Linked DNA regions of Podarcis muralis: region 2 is linked to region 1. Evidence: chromatin contacts called from public Hi-C data. All regions are on one chromosome and are shown on one strand. Each heading gives the region's core, a stretch centred on a gene start, on an enhancer-like site or on the middle of the called end of the contact. The rest is flanking DNA. Distances are from core to core; before and after follow the strand shown. Region 1 holds the start of YRDC (yrdC N6-threonylcarbamoyltransferase domain containing). Region 2 holds the start of SNIP1 (Smad nuclear interacting protein 1).

Region 1 (4,644 bases), core at 182-2,681:
AAAACCCCAGAAGCATAAACATGAATTTGTATTTTTGAAGAATGTAAAATGTGAAATAACCGTGTTTGCTTAACTGCTCCATTTTGTATAAAATTAATATTGTACTTTGAAATACCTGCAAGGAAGTGGAAATTAATTTTTTAATTGAAAGCAATATTAATACCACTGGGATCCTAATTAAATGCTTATTTAAATCTGGTGCTTTTGGAGGAATTATTTCTGGAGGTGATGGGAATTATTTTCAACAGGTTTTAGCTTAGTGACAGAGCACACACTTTGTATGCAGAAGGTCCCTGGTATTCCCCGAGATTCTGAAGGTTTCCCCGAGATTCTGAAGACCTACTTAGACAATATTGAGCTAAATGGACCAAAGGTATGAATTGGGATAATGCAGCTGCTTGTTTTCAATGTACTGGAGAAGACAAGAATGCAGTGCTCCAGTCTGCCTGAGCTGAAGTTTAGGAGGAAGTGGTAGCTGGAGATTTAATCCAATAATTACGTAGCTGACCCAAGACCCAGAAGAGTGACATTGCCCCAAGTGTGGTATTCCATCTTTAGTTTGTGGACAGGGTTAGTGCATCCACAATGCCCCATGCCCTGGCAAGCTGCTGACTGGGCTACTGTAATGCATTGTAGAGGGCTTCTCCCACAGGCACCTGACTGGCAATTGTGGGAAGATGATGCTGGACTAGATGGGCTCTTAATTTTCACTGTGTGTCCAGCGAGGGAAAACCTGATCAGTCGATGAGACAGGGTTGAGCCTTCTCTGTGGTGGCGCCCCATTGAGAGAATGCTGCCTCTCCCTCCTGGTTGACTAGTGCTGAGGAGGAACCTGGGGCTCGGTTGCTGCTTGTTTATGGTGCTTGGCTGCTCTCTCCTTTGGACACTTCTAATTATATTAATAACTTTGTATTAATATTAATAATATTAATAATAGTACTTATATTCTTAGCACCTATTAATAATAATAGTTAATAATCACAACTGCAAATGTTGGGGTGTTAGGCTGCGACCAAGCATCCTCCACCTTTTATTCATAGCAACTATTATGTTACTAATTACAACGGCCGCTTGCGGCGCGTGTGTGTCTCAGACGGTTCCACGTCTCCTCCTCCCCCCCCCCCCCCGTCCAGGATGGCGCGTGTGGGGAGGGGTCGTGCCTCCGCCGCCCCCCAACCCAGTCCAGTTCTCGGAGCTCCCCCCGGCTAGCAGGAGAAGAAAGCAACTGCGCAGCCGCAGAGTGGCGAGCCCCTTAGCACGCCTCGGGCAACGGGACACATAGGCGGAGTCGGCCCCCTGGGAAAGCCAAGGCGAGGTCAGTCTACCACTTCACATGTCTATGGTCTGCAATTGGCGTCCGGGGGCTCCCGCAGAGCCTAAACTTCCTGTAAGGAGCGGAAGCAGTACTTGCCCGGGACTCTCTAGGGCTATCGCCTCTCTCGGCTTTGTCCTGGGCGGCGCCGCCACTCCTTCCGCCCCAATAGCCGGCGCCGGGCAGAAGTTGCGTCATGGCAGCGGCTTGCGGCACAGGAAGTGTCCCCGTGCGAGGCGCGGATGTAGGGGATCGGCGAAGCGTAGAGCGTCGTAGTGTTCGCTTGACTGGCTGAGCCGCTGGCCGGAGAGGGGCTCCTTCGCCTTTCCTTCTGCGCATGTACAGAGCGCCTCTGCTGCTCGGTCTGAGGCTCCGGCGTTGCTGGCGCTGCTCCTTCTCCTCGTCCTTCCCGGTCAGACCTTGGCGCGGCGGCGGGGCTGGTGCTTCTGAGGAGGGCGCACCTTCCGCTCCTGGACTGCCGGCCATGGCGAGGGTCCCCCTGCCGATACCTCTGCCGGCTTCCGGGCCGGACCGTCAGTCGGCGCTGTTGGCGGCGGCGTCCGCGCTGCGCGAGGGCGGCCTGGTGGCGCTGCCCACCGACACGGTCTACGGCGTGGCCTGCCTGGCCCAGGACTCGCGGGCGCTGGGAGCCGTTTACCGCCTGAAGGGCCGCGCCGCCAGTAAGCCCCTCGCTATCTGCCTCGCCGACGTCGAGCACGTCTACAGGTGCGGCGGGGTCGGCGAAGGAGGTGGGGGTCTTGCAATGGGGGGGGGGTGGCCCTCCCTCCGCCTCTCCTCATCCTTCGGCGAAGCAGGGAGTCGGTGGATAGGGCCCCCGGCCGCTTCTGCCCTTTCCAGGACGGCAGAAACCCAGCAAGCCTTTGGCATTGAGGTGTATCAGCTGATTAATCCTTTTATTTCCAGTGGCCTTTGAAGTTAAAAAACACAGGCGCTGATTTTATTTCCTTCAGAGTAAATAACGAGCGCCTCCAGTCAAGTATTAGTCTGATAGCCCACCCCTTTGTTTTGCTGCTTGCCTTTGGCTGCGTGACAGAGGATGGGCTCACCTTGTGCATACTTTCTCCTTCCCCTTTTGTAGGTACTGTAACGTTTGCGTGCCTGACAAGCTGCTGCAGGAACTCCTTCCTGGGCCAGTGACGCTGGTCCTGGAGCGCTCAGACACCCTCAACAAAGACTTGAACCCCTTCACCCCAGTGAGTCTTGGCTAGCAAGTTCTATAGAGACCCTTTTACCTTTTGGAGAGCTCCCAGTTTCCCAATAGGATGTTTACCAGTTGGGTGTTGGGTGTGCTCTTAGGTTGACATCAGAGTGGACCTTCCTCCATTCCAGGCTAAAAGGCAAATCTGATTGATTGGGAATATTAGTGGAGATTTTAATTTTCCTCGGGATTATTTTTTTAAAAGCTATTGCCGGACTACAAGTCTCAAGCTAAGCATGGCTACTTCTTTTCCTGTTTTAGTTTCACTTAGTTATGTGGCCTGGGAGGGGTGGCTGCATTCTGAGATGGGTGGGATAAAGGTGCAACAGATTCCTACTTCCTGTCCTATTCAAATGAGCAGGGGTGTATGTGGGTTGTTCTCACAGTGCAGAGTGGGGAAATCTCCATACCAACCTGCCCACAAGATCTGCTAGGGATGCTCTTCATGACCTGGCGGTAGTAGTGGAGGCCTGACTACTTAGGATTTTCTCTGTGTCTGTGCATTAGGAAATTTGTTGATCCCCCTTTCTGTTGCCTAGCCTTTTTATATTCTTATTCCAGCAGGCATTTAATTTAGTGTGTTAAGGGATTTCCTGTGTTTTGGTAGATGAACTTATTTGCTACACCTGCCCTCTTAGGGTTTTTTTTTACTGAATTTAACTTGTGTTGGACTGTAAGCTATCCTGAACGCTGTTGTGCAGTGGAAAGTGGGGCATATACTGTATATGTATGCATGCTTTCATATACATGCATGTATAAATATCCTGCCTTTTAAAACTATATATACATAAAAGCTAAAAGTAAGTAGTGGTACTCATTCATCTCTTCCTCTCCCCCACCCCGCTTTTGTCACAGTTAGTTGGTGTCCGCATCCCCAGTCACTGGTTCATCAGGGAGCTGGCCAGGGAGTGTGCTGGCCCTCTGGCCTTAACAAGCGCAAACATCAGTCAGGGGGCGAGCTCCCTCACAGTCACGGTAAGGGCTGCTTGAAACCTGTAGGACGGGATGATAATGGAAGCCTGGGTGGCTCTCCAAGTCCCCAGGGAAGGGCATTATGTTCCATTTTGTTTTAATTGGCTTGCTCCTCTCAGAGGGTAAAGCCACTGTGTGTTTAAGCAGGAGCTTATGGTACCCTTTTCTCTGTGGTTGTTGGCTATTAGCATCTGGTGGTGCACACTGGCTCAGGAGCCTGCTGAGCTCTTATGCTCTTCTTCTTTTATATTTCAGGAGTTCCAAGAGCTCTGGCCTCACCTGTCACTTGTAATTGATGGGGGCCCCACTGGGGACATCCATAGACCAGAGTCCCGTCTAGGCTCTACCGTGATTGACCTTTCTGTTCCTGGCAAGTTCAAGATTATCCGGGGAGGATGGTAAGCCTCACACAGCCTCCTCTCCACCTGAGTGGCATTTGTAGGCTGCAGAGCTGTCTTCCTCTGAATAGGATGGAACTATTTAGCCCCAGAACAGTGGCCCTTGGGGGGGTGTGGTGGTGGTCCTAAAGGAGGCAGGCTCCTCCTGCAAATGATTCCCAGAAGCACACCTGCTTACTCCTGCAGGTGGAGTGCCTTGTGAATTGGGTCAAACCTCCTATTTTGACTTTGCATTTAACACACGGATGATGCTAAATTAGCCTTCAAGAATATTAAGCTGCAAACAATGCAGATTTTGTCCCTGGCATCTTACTCCTTCTTTTCTTTTCTGCAGTGCACTTATTCAGACCGTTGAGATCCTGGCAGTCAAGTATGGCCTGACAGCTGAGCTGCCTATATGTGGTCAACTCACACAGTCTCTGGGCAAGTAGATGGTGTATGACATATCAGGAAGCTATTTGAAAGAGCCTTGTCCTGGAAAGTATAACTCTGCCCTTCTTGGGTGCAAAGGGAGCCTCCCCTCCTTTCCCAGTTGACTTCTGTGACTCCAGAAGGATCTGGCCCTGCTGGGGGTGAAGTATTTTCTCCTTCCTGGCATTTCCTTTTGGTTTTAGGGAGGGGCACACACTTCTGTGCCTAAGTATCCCTCCCTTTTAGGAAGTCTGTCCTCTCTATCCCTTGAACACTTGGCCTGGAGGGGTTGAAGCATTTGAACAAGACAGTGCAGCTGACAATCATGGAGT
Region 2 (4,650 bases), core at 944-3,443, 180 kb after region 1:
GCAGCAGTTGGAGAAAAACATGTAGAGGAGGGCATGGGCATAGCCAGGTGGGGGGGCAGCTGACCCCTTAAATCAATAAAAATACTTAACTGAGCTCCCCCCAACACAAAGCCTTCCCCCCTAATTGAAATCCTGGCTATGCCCATGGAGGAGGGGGAATTAAAGGGGGCACGGGGGAGGGGTTTATAATCCACATTAAGATGAGGTATGGATGGCCCCATGTCCAAGGGCATTAAGAACACTGTAGCCTCCACTTGAGCTGCTTGGATCTGAGTGCACTGTGAGTAGATCTGTAACTGCAGGATGGCGCCGCAGCTCAGTACAGTGGTACCTCTGGTTGCGAACGGGATCCGTTCTGGAGGCCCGTTCACAACATGAAAAGAATGCAACCCGCAGTGGTGCGTTTCAATCCACCGCTTCTGCGCATGACATCATTTTGTGCTTCTGCGCATGGGGCGAAACCTGGAAGTAACCCTTTCCGGTACTTCCGGTTTGCCGCAGGACGTAACCTGAAAGAACATAACATGAAGCGGACGTTACATGTATGACTGTATTTGGGGTGGGTGTGGATGTTTATAACCCTCTAAAGCTGCCAGTTCAGCATGCATCTGCAGAACAAAGTTTTATTTGCTGTTGCCACTATAGAGAAGAGGCAGGCTTCTTCTCGCGCAGAGCGAGGCAGCTGGGCAGTAGGTGCTTGTCATGTCTGGAATGAACTGGAACCCCCCCCCCCCAACAAAGAATAGAGCTTCCTTGCTGGCCTCTACTGTGGTGGGGAGCCCTCCAGGACTGGTAGCTCAGCTGCCCCTACGGCCCCAGCAGGAGGAGGGGACTCGGGATGCCCCTGCCCAGGAGCCACTTGGTTTCAGAGCCTGCATCTCACCTGGGGGGCAGGATGGCATTGAGGATCTCCTCGGGCTGCTTGGTGGCGTCTACAGTGGGCGGCGGGGTCTTGCCCTTCGGCGTCGGGACGGGCCCCGGCGGAGGCCCCACCTGCGGGCTCGCCTTCAGCGGACGCGCCTGCGGAGGAGGAGGAGGAGGAGAAGACGGAGACAGAGGCAAGTGGAGCGGGGCTGGCTGGGGTGAGCGGAGGGGCTCCGTGCACGGAGCTCAGACCCAGCCCCCATCCCCCCGGGACGTACCTTGGGCGAACGCTTATCGGTGTTGCGGCTGACCAGCACCGGCGTCTCATAGCGGAGCAGGGAGTCCGCGGGCGGGATCATGATGGCGGCGGGGGCGGCGGCGGCGGCTCCTCTCCTGCTCCGGGCGGGCCCGGCTTTCGCCCCGGGACCTGTTGTGCTAAGGTTGGCATAGCGACGGCGACCGGGCTCGGACAGGAAGCCCAGTCACATGACACGCTCCAGCCCGCGCCTGCGCAGAAAAGCACCGCGGCCGCCCCATCTACAACACTGCAGCCTAGAGACACGCAGGAGCCGAAAGGGTTCGTGAGAGTAGCGCCGCCTGCGCCGACTTCCGGGTACCGTGGACCGCTGCCCTGTTCCTCCCGAGAGCTGCCTGGAGGAAACTTCGGAGGCAAGCAGAGAAGAGCCGCTCCCGGCTAAGCACGGGGTTGTTCTTGCTTGAATCCTTCTTAACATACTCCAGTGCGGGTATTCTTGCTATTTTGCTTTGCACACGAAAACTGTCCTGCAAAGCAGCTTCCCTGAGGCTGGGACTAGAAGAGAGGAGAAAGGGAGAGAGAGGAGCGGAGCGATCACCTGCTCAGGATGAGCCTGTCCTTGTTTTCAACCCCCGCCCCCGACTGTCCCTGCCCGTCATGGAAAGCGCCTGGAGGTCTGTGAGCTTAGTTAGGCGCGGCTGGCGAGCACAAGCGACGGGGCATTCTACGTGGTGGCCCCGCAGTCGCGAGCCTCACTTCTGGGTCACGTCTAGAGCTGTTTCGGAAAGGATTGAGGAGCATCTCCTTTCCCCCAGTGATAAATTCCGTATTTATCGCACCTCCCTCCGTCTGCAGCGCTTCAGCGCTTCACACACGGCTTTGGGGGGGGGGGAGCTTCCTGCTCGCGCGCGCTCTCTCTCTCTCTCTCGTTTGTTATGAAAAAGCAATAAATGAACCCATTCAGTGAAGACCAAATTTGGCCTTCCACCTGCTTTGGGACTACAATTCCCATCATCCCTGACCACTGGTCCTGTTAGCTAGGGATGATGGGAGCTGTAGTCCCAAAACAGCTGGAGGGCCAAGTTTGGCCATCACTGCATGGCTAAGTAAATGTCTTATCAGTGGCCACCAGGGGGCGTCTGACCGCGACTAGTCCTCCAGACAACTCCGTCCACAGGGCAAGCCATAGAGCGCACAGTAAGTAGAGCGGCATCGAGCCTGGCTGGGAAGTGTTTCTCGATAGTGACACCGGCGACGACCTGGAAGCGGAAGCGGGAGGAAAAGAAGAAGGAGAAGAGGCCGGCGGTGTTATGGAGGAGCCGCAGCGTCGGCGGAAGCGGAGCCCGCGCGGAAGCCACTCGCCGCCGCCGGGGAACTCGGGGGCCGGCAGGTGATGATGCCCGGGGGTGGCGGGAATGGGCTCAGAAGCTCCCGTATCTTGTGAGGGGAAGGGGCCCGGCCCAGCGCCGCCTCCCCCTCCACTGGGAAGTGGGGGGTGGGGCGAGGCCGTGGGCCGACTCGCTTTATTTGCCCTTTGCCTTATAAAAAGGAGCCTTGAAGAACCGAGAGTCGGTATGCTGTACTGGTTAAGAGCGTCGGACTAGGACATGGGAGAGACCGGGGTTCAAACCCCCGCTCGGCCATGAAGCTCCCTGGGTGACCTTTGGGACCAGCCACTGCCTTCTCTCAACCTAAGTTGCCCCACAGGGTAGCTGGCACCATGTTTGCCACCTTGAGCTCCATGCCTTAAAAAGGTGGGATATGAAGACAACGAATAATACAATGGTCTCCTGGCAACTTTTTCCTATTCAAGTCTGGCTTGACTGGCTTTGCAAGAAGGTGAGGTAGGGCAGAATGACAATTATGGGAAATGTGGGTTAAGTGCTTCTGTAGTGGCATTGGGCTTTGATTAGATAACTCACACATTGGGGAAACTGAGTTTCACCTGTTGACTGTGAGAGTTGTGCTACACATACTAGCCTTTGCCGGCGTGGTGCCCTCCAGATGTTTTGCACTGCAACTCCCAGCAAGTACAGTATGCCCCCTCAACTGTGAAGGTCTCCTTATCCCACTGGCCTTCACCTCAGATCTTGGTTAAGCATAGGAGGAATTGCAGACAGTGGAAAGATACAGGAAGCCCTCACAGCCCCCAGTCTTTGTGTCACCTGCTGTCTCTTTAAATAGTTGTTGGCTTTATTTGCTGTTTTGTTATGCTTCCTGGTTGCGTTTTTATCTTCTGTACTTTGTTGATTTAACTTTTATTTAAGCTGCCTTGTATGATTCTGCAAATGTCGGGTATATATTCCTTATTGATGCCCCACTCTCACCTCTGAATTGCTGTATACCAGACCACAGTGGATCAAGTGTGTTGACTTGCATGTGCCTTTTTTTTTTTGCTGATGGGAATTCATGTGCTTAACCTTGGTTTCATATCTTTAAAAGGTCACAGTCAAAAAGAAAAAACAAGTCCTCAAACAAAAAAAGCAAATCCCCCCGAGAGAAAAGAAGCCGAAGTCCGCATCATGTGATACCTAAAGTAAAGCAGGTAACTGGGCATACCAGATAAAATTGACAGAAGCTTTGTATTGTATTGCACACTTGGGATTAAAGCAAGTATGGACAACTTGAGGAAACAAAAGTTACTGGTATAAAAAAAAAAGCTAAACAAACACTAGCACTGCCATTAGATTGTGCAATTGCTTAATTTTTCCAAGCAGACCTTGTAGTGTGGCTATTAAATTCAGCATGCTGGGATAACAGTTTTACAGTTTTAGAAAATATATGAAAAGCTGAAACCATTTTACTTATTTATACTCATGAACAGAACTTTTTAAAACTTGCCTTTTGCTATTGCCCTAATGTAGGAGCGAGATGAACGCTCCCAGAGGGAGCATGAGGAGCGTCCACATCGAGACCACTCTGAGCCAGGCCACAGGCGGGAAAGAAGCAATGACCGAGACAGACATCGGGACCATTCTGGCCGAAGGAAGCCCCACCGGGATCAGCCTGGGGGCCACGAAAGGGAGAGGGATGGTCATCGCTTCCAGGTTCAGCAGGCACAGAGGGAATTATATAATGAGCAACGACGGGAGCGCCGGGAGCAGGCAGAAGCCAGCGGTGACGAAGAGAATCCAGGGGCAGAGGGGTCACACAGCACAGACAAAGAGCCAGGGAATAAAGAGAAACCGAGCTTTGAACTGTCTGGTGCACTTCTGGAGGATTCCAATACGTTCCGTGGTGTTGTGATCAAATACAGCGAGCCCCCGGAAGCACGGATCCCCAAGAAGCGGTGGCGTTTGTATCCTTTCAAGAACGACGAAGTTCTCCCAGTTATGTACATTCACAGGCAGAGTGCCTACCTGCTGGGCAGGCACCGACGCATTGCTGATATCCCTATTGACCACCCCTCCTGCTCCAAACAACACGCTGTCTTTCAGTACCGGTAAGTCTTGGCCCAGGTGTGGGTGTGGATATGTAGCTGATTAGGAGCCTCTATGAACTATGAGTAGCTGTTAGTTCCAAGTTAGCTA

What was found. A called contact is a pair of places that touch in the nucleus more often than the background predicts.
Region 2: a Hi-C map of blood shows a contact between it and region 1, with 5 times the contacts expected there. The contact joins the promoter of SNIP1 here to the promoter of YRDC in region 1. A contact is called at or near these places in 2 of 3 Hi-C or Micro-C datasets (blood and tail).

The regions. Positions count from the first base shown.
Region 1 is chr7:57,287,106-57,291,749 of rPodMur119.hap1.1, forward strand. YRDC (yrdC N6-threonylcarbamoyltransferase domain containing) reads left to right here and starts at 1,432. Exons shown (of 5, transcript XM_028739231.2): 1 at 1,432-2,038; 2 at 2,412-2,526; 3 at 3,387-3,506; 4 at 3,759-3,901; 5 at 4,236-4,644. The coding sequence starts at 1,650. The coding sequence ends at 4,332. It overlaps MTF1 (metal regulatory transcription factor 1), which reads left to right. Exons shown (of 11, transcript XM_028739233.2): 11 at 1-194.
Region 2 is chr7:57,465,629-57,470,278 of rPodMur119.hap1.1, forward strand. It overlaps SNIP1 (Smad nuclear interacting protein 1), which reads left to right and starts at 2,194. Exons shown (of 4, transcript XM_028739219.2): 1 at 2,194-2,510; 2 at 3,563-3,665; 3 at 3,985-4,562. The coding sequence starts at 2,431. It overlaps DNALI1 (dynein axonemal light intermediate chain 1), which reads right to left and starts at 1,363. Exons shown (of 6, transcript XM_028716366.2): 1 at 1,143-1,363; 2 at 884-1,020. The coding sequence starts at 1,223.